2 separate regions of the Mus musculus genome follow, and region 2 is linked to region 1. The links are chromatin contacts, called in public HiChIP or PLAC-seq maps. All regions are on one chromosome and are shown on one strand. The core of a region is the stretch at or near the end of the contact, and the rest is flanking DNA. Distances in the headings are between cores, read along the strand shown.

What was found. HiChIP or PLAC-seq counts read pairs in DNA pulled down with a chosen protein or histone mark.
Region 2: a contact with region 1 is called in an H3K4me3 HiChIP or PLAC-seq map of microglia, with 5 times the contacts expected there. The contact joins two enhancer-like sites. A contact is called at or near these places in 1 of 484 Hi-C or Micro-C datasets (bone marrow-derived macrophages), 5 of 115 datasets of contacts at active chromatin or transcription factors (acute myeloid leukemia, bone marrow-derived macrophages, embryonic stem cells and 2 more) and 1 of 9 other capture datasets (adipose tissue).

The regions. Positions count from the first base shown.
Region 1 is chr9:100,452,918-100,455,845 of GRCm38.p6, forward strand. Gm28166 (a long non-coding RNA gene) reads left to right here. Exons shown (of 3, transcript XR_871066.2): 3 at 1-109. Among named protein-coding and RNA genes, the nearest start is that of Gm28166, 4.4 kb to the left of the region's middle. Within about 2 kb of position 1,459, at least 100 of the 459 cell types and tissues checked have an H3K27ac peak or open chromatin away from gene starts, as enhancers often do. A contact at or near this core is called in microglia, where this site is marked.
Region 2 is chr9:100,874,436-100,877,363 of GRCm38.p6, forward strand. The region is part of intron 14 of Stag1 (stromal antigen 1); the gene reads left to right. It also overlaps the pseudogene Gm3081. Among named protein-coding and RNA genes, the nearest start is that of Pccb, 160 kb to the right of the region's middle. Within about 2 kb of position 1,441, at least 1 of the 459 cell types and tissues checked has an H3K27ac peak or open chromatin away from gene starts, as enhancers often do. A contact at or near this core is called in microglia, where this site is marked.

The DNA of each region.
Region 1 (2,928 bases), core at 209-2,708:
GAGCGCCTGGCATTTTTGTTCACTGGGCAGACATTTACTTTGAGCCTTTAGCACAGGGTAGAATCTGCAGGGGTTTTAATGGGTGCGGGGGTGTTTGGTGGTTGTTGTTGTTTTCCCAAATGGGAATGAATACAAGAGAACAAAAAGAGGGGGGAGTCACAGCAAGTTGAGATCAACCCTTGAAAAGTGAAAGCTTCACAATGCTACAGTTTCTGATCTTGTGTGTTCTTGTGAGTGATGACAGTTATTTCTTTTTGTTCGGTTGGTTGGTTTTGTTTTATTTTGTTTTGTTTTTGTTTTGTTTTGTTTTCCAGACAGGGTTAAAGACGCGGGCCAGGACACCTGGCCTGAGATGACAGTGTTTGTTTGTTTGTTTGTTTGTTTTGTTTTGTTTTGTTTTTGAGACAGGGTTTCTCTGTATAGCCTTGGCTGTCCTGGAACTCACTCTGTAGACCAGGCTGGCCTCAAACTCAGAAATCCACCTGTCTTTGCCCCCCCCCCCCAAGGTGTTGGGATTAAAGGCGTGCGCCACCACTGCCCAGCAAGATGACAGTATTTGTAATCACAGTGGCATTCTGGCTGCGCACTGTTCCTAGAGAATCCCAAATTGTCCCCTGAAATCAATTACGGAGCCCCCAAAGTCCCGACTCAGCATTCTCTAGGAGCTTTATTTATGATCTCAAAGTAAACTTAAAAGTATCCTTGAACTTTGGACAAATTGATCTGGGGTGGGGGGCCTTGTGCAGCTGCGGCTGCAGGCACGACCTTAGGATGAGCAAGTATGAAAAACTTGCTGAAGGTCCCTAGGCAATCTCGAGGCCTGTAGTGTGTGGTAGGTGAGCAGTTCAGGTAGCAGAGTAAAGGTAAGAGCTACCTCGTGCTATTTCGGGTCCCTGGAGGGCTTCTGTTCAGGTTCTCTTCTGTGTGGATCAGTTTCCGGCCTCTCCCAGGGCTGCCGATTGCTCGCTAAGGGATGCAAGGAGTGAACATTGCATCTTCTTTGTGAGCCTCCCACTCTGGCAAGGAATCACCAGGGTCCCAGGAGCCGGAAAACCAAAACCAAACCTACAGTTTGGGTCAACAGGGATGTTGCTCTGACTTCACCAACTATGCACAATGCTTTAGATTGAATGATCGGGGGGGGGGGGGGGGGTGGACGACTGGGATAAAGGTGAGTGGCTTGCAGAGTAGAGCAGAGGCAGAGAAAAGGGACCACTGGGCACATGCTCTGGTGTCAGTGAATGCAGAGAGAGAGGACATGGTGGCAGCTAAACTTGCAAGTGACAATGGAGAAACTCTATGTTCCGGTCTAAGCCTGGGGACTTTCTCCAACTGAGCCTTGGTTCCAGGAAAACTAGCCTGGGCTTTTCCCTTTCTCTCATCGGGAAGCCCACGGAGCTTCCTCTCTAGTGGGAACAAATGGATTTTTTTTTTCAGAATTCGCCACAAGGTGGCACCAGACACCGGTAGACGCAATGAAGTCGCTTCCCGCCGGGTGGGCGGTAGAATTGGGCCACCGGATCAGGTCAGGCCGGATTCAAAGGAAAAAGATCCGCATCCCCAGAAAAGTCACACAGGCCAAAGAAGGAAATAGGCCCACGGAAAACAAGACGCCTATTTTAAAGAGAAAGGGAGGAGTATCACAGAGGAGAGATATCATCGGCATTGCAACTCCTCAGTAAAACGGAAAGTTTCGCAAGAAACCTTGACTAGACAGTAAAGTGCGGGAAACGGGCGCTTGACGTGACAGGGGACAGTAACGTGTGGGAAGCAATCGATGGAGAGCCCAGAGAGGCAATTACAGGCCTGCAGGTGGATGCAAGTGGTGTCTGGAGACAGGGACTGGTGGAGGAGAAATCGGCCTGTGACTGACCTCTTGGCAATTGCTGGCATTTTCCAATGATAAAACGAGTGTGTCAATAAGCCCAACACAAATGAGTACTGTGAGCGATGACACAGTAAGGAAGCCGCCAAACTGGCCGCTCCACGATTGGGGGAAGATTTTATTGTGAATGGGGCAGGGGGGCAAGGGGGCGGGGTGGGGGGCCCAGAGACAGAGAGACAGAGACAGAGACAGAGAGAACATCCAGAGGCACCTGGAAGAGTCCAGAGCAGAGGGAGAAATAAGCAGATTGGACATGGCCAGCACTATTGGGAGCAGAGAGAAAGGTGTGTGTGTGTGTGTGTGTGTGTGTGTGTGTGTGTGTGTGTGTGTGTGTGTCATAGAATAGTCTTGAGACTAGCCAGAGTAGCAAGGAGTATGGTATAGAATAGCATACGAGGGAAAGGGGAAAAAGTCTTATAGAGAGCTGGCTGGTTTCTGGGAGGAAGGAAGCCTGTGAATGGAGGCAGCCTGGGAGTTAGCAAAGTGGGGGAGGAGTGGCAAGGGCCAGGGTGCTAACCTGGGCTTTGGGGTGTAAGTAGGGTCTGAGGAAACCTGGAGGCCAGCATAGACTTTGATCTGCAGCCATGGGTATGTATCAATGGACAGCCACATGTCCCCTCTGCCAGAGGCAAGGGACACGACTCCTTTTGGCAGAGGGAATCCCATTTCACAAGTTCCTGAGGAAAGCTGGCTTTTATCTAACCACCAATAATCCTCCTATAGTCTTCCTTGAGCTGAGCCAAGTCTGTCAGGGTGTTTGTTTTTTGTTTTGTTTGACATAGATACTTTCCAAGACCTGACAAGTTAGCAGCAGAAATACATACTGTTGCTCTCTTTCAAATTTTTACTTTTGTATGTGTGTGGAGGGTGTGTGCATGTGTGTGTGTGTGTGTGTGTGTGTGTGTGTGTGTGTGTGTTGTGCCACTGTGCGGACGCCAGGGAACCCCTTTGTGGCATTTGCTCCCTCCTGCCCCTTCTGTGGTTTCCAGGCGTGGGTTGAGCCCAGGTCTCCAGGCCTGCTCTGCCAACGCCTTTAGCCATCT
Region 2 (2,928 bases), core at 191-2,690, 420 kb after region 1:
GATAATATATTAATTATAAAACTTAGAGAAGTTATATAAGAGAAACTTTTATGAAAGAAAAAGTTTAAACTAAAATCATTTAAGAAGCAGTGATTCAAAAATGAGAGAGAGAAAAAGAAAGAAGTGCAAACTTATAGTTTTATTGTATTATGTAACAAGAACTCTATAGAGAGCGTGGAACAGTGGGGGTTTTAATGGATAAGTTTTCTATGAACTACATATTATATATTGAAGATCAATGAAGACGTTTTCTAACAAAGTGGAAGCTGAATACAGTAAAAGAAACAAATGTAGGAAACTTTGGTAACTAAGGTTAAGTTTTGATGCTACATATAACTGATATTTAATCAATTTTTACATTCTTAAAACTGTAGAAGCAGCTGGAGTGTGGTAGTTGCACGCCTTCAATCGCAGCACTTGGGAGGCAGAGGCAGGCGGATTTCTGAGTTCGAGGCCAGCCTGGTCTACAGAGTGAGTTCCAGGACAGCCAGGGCTACACAGAGGAAACCCTGTCTCGAAAAACCAAAAAAAAAAAAAAGAAAAAGAAAAGAAAAAATCCAACCAAACAAACAAAAAAACTGTAGAAGCATAATGTTCTAATTAAATAAGGAAGGAAAATGTACAGCAAACCTGATATTAGAAAAATATATCACAAAAATAAAATAAATTGAATGATAGTATAAGGAAGAATTGTAAAGGGAAGGAACCTGTTATGCTGTCACCCTGTCTAGCCTCTCTGGTTATCCCTGCCTCCTTGCCCTTGCCTCTGGTGCATGTTCTCCCAAGTCATGACGGATTTCTAGTACTTCATAACCAGTTAGAAAGGGATACATTTTTAAATCAAAAGCCAAGCTCACTCAGGTATAGTGGCACAGGCTTTTAATCTCAGCACTGAGGATGCAAAGGCAGGCAAATATCTGGAATTAAGGGCAGCCTGATCTATATAGTGAGTTCTAAGACAGCCAGAGATGTATAGAGACCCTGTCTCAAACCACCACTGTTCCCCCCCCCCATAAAAAGCCAAACTCAAAAAAAGAAGGAAGATATGAAGATAGTGATTGCCACTGACTGTCAAGTAGATGTTAGCTTTCTCTTTCCAGATACAGTGTATGCAGACTGGCACCCTAGAACGGTTGCCTTTATGTACTGAGCTATGCCAAGAGTCACCTAAGCTCGAACATCATGACTGTCCACATATTTGTGAAGATCCACGTCCTGTGATTTGAGTCTTGGCATCCAAGTGGACAAGATAAGAGATTATAAATGCTTGAAGTGCAAAGATCCCTGTGTTCAGAAAATGGCAACAGTCTGTGTGGCAAAATTCCGTGATCTTGATCTGCAGATGGTAGATGAGGGATTTCTCCATTCTCTTTGGGATCTCATAGCAGATCCAGATCCAGTGATGATGACCAATAATACTGTAGCATCATTGTTTGAGATCAGCAACTTCTTCACTCGGAAACAACAGGAAATCCACATGCTTCTCACATCCTTGAATGAGTGCACTGAATGGAGCCAGGTTGTTTGTTTGTTTGTTTGTTTGTTTTTCATCCTTGATAGTCTATAAAATTAGACACCTAAAGATGACCTAGAAACTCAGCATCTGTCAGGAAGTAGCTTCTTGATAACTATGCCAACTCAGCAGTAAAATTCTAAAGAAATTTCTAGAATCGTCACCCAAAGACTGTAACTACCACAATAGGCTATTGGAGAAGTTCTCCCTTTTGCTTGTTACTGCACTGTCTGGAGAACCAAGGATTCTGTCTGTGTTAAAATAGAGAAGTTGCGCATTGTGATTCTTCTTCTATCTCGAGTGCACATTGCTCAGGTTCTGGCAGAACTAAAGAAATACATACCACTGAGATGGATTTGATTTTGTTTCCAAAGCTGTTCAGGCCATTGTGTAATATGACATTGCACTGAGACAGTTAGCAGACTATCTGTGTAAGCACTTTGCTTAATCTAATCCAGACCAAAGTATAAATTAAGTTGTTCAAGAGGCAGTTATTATCATCAGGATCGTATTCTGCAAGTTCTCCAAGTGTAAGCATTTCGCTGCCATTCTCTGTAAGCTGAAACCCTGGATGAGCCCATTATCAAGCAGCTATGAACTGTAGGAGATTATGCTGAAAGAATCTGTAATGCAGTTGAGTTACTAGTGTGCTTTCTGGACGGTTTTCTTGAAAGTACCAAGGTACAGCTGATTCTGCTTATCACTTTAGTGAATCTGTTTACAAAGAAACACGAGTATGCAGGAACTGGTCCAGTAGGTCTTGAGATTGGCCCCAAAGTATTCTGATAATCCTGATCTTGAAAATCAGGGTTTTATTTATTGTCACATTTTTTTTTCTTTCAACTGATCTTGTTGACAGCAACAAGAATTAGTAGTAGCAGCAAAGAAGTAGTCTTCTCCAAGAAACCATTGATCTCAGAGGAAACATACTTCTTTAGGCCAATCCTATTGGATGAACAAATTGGCCACGTAGTTTCCTTGGCATCTGTGACCCATAAACCTCTAAATGCTTTTGCAGAATGGAGTCATGACACCCATTACAAACATGCTCACTTATCATGATTGCACTGATGCAGGTGGCAACCCTGGTTCCATTGCCACTGTAACCAGCTGGAACAGCCTTAGCTCATCCCTTCTCACGATGATGATCTGTGAGGTCTCTTAAATCTTAACCTGGGTCCCCCAGTAAAGGTATCACAATGTCCTGTATGTAACAGGAGCTCTGGTTCTTTTGGGGAAGAGGACTGGATAGTCTGATAGAATAATCCTTCATCCTGTCTCTAGTACCAGCAAACTTTGCTCCTTGTCCTACTGCTGTGATCTACCATGGTTCAAATGGCAGGCTTGAACTTCTCACAGGGATAGAAAGGATACCTAGTGGATATGTGGCTCCTAAGGCAGTCTGGTTATCTGCA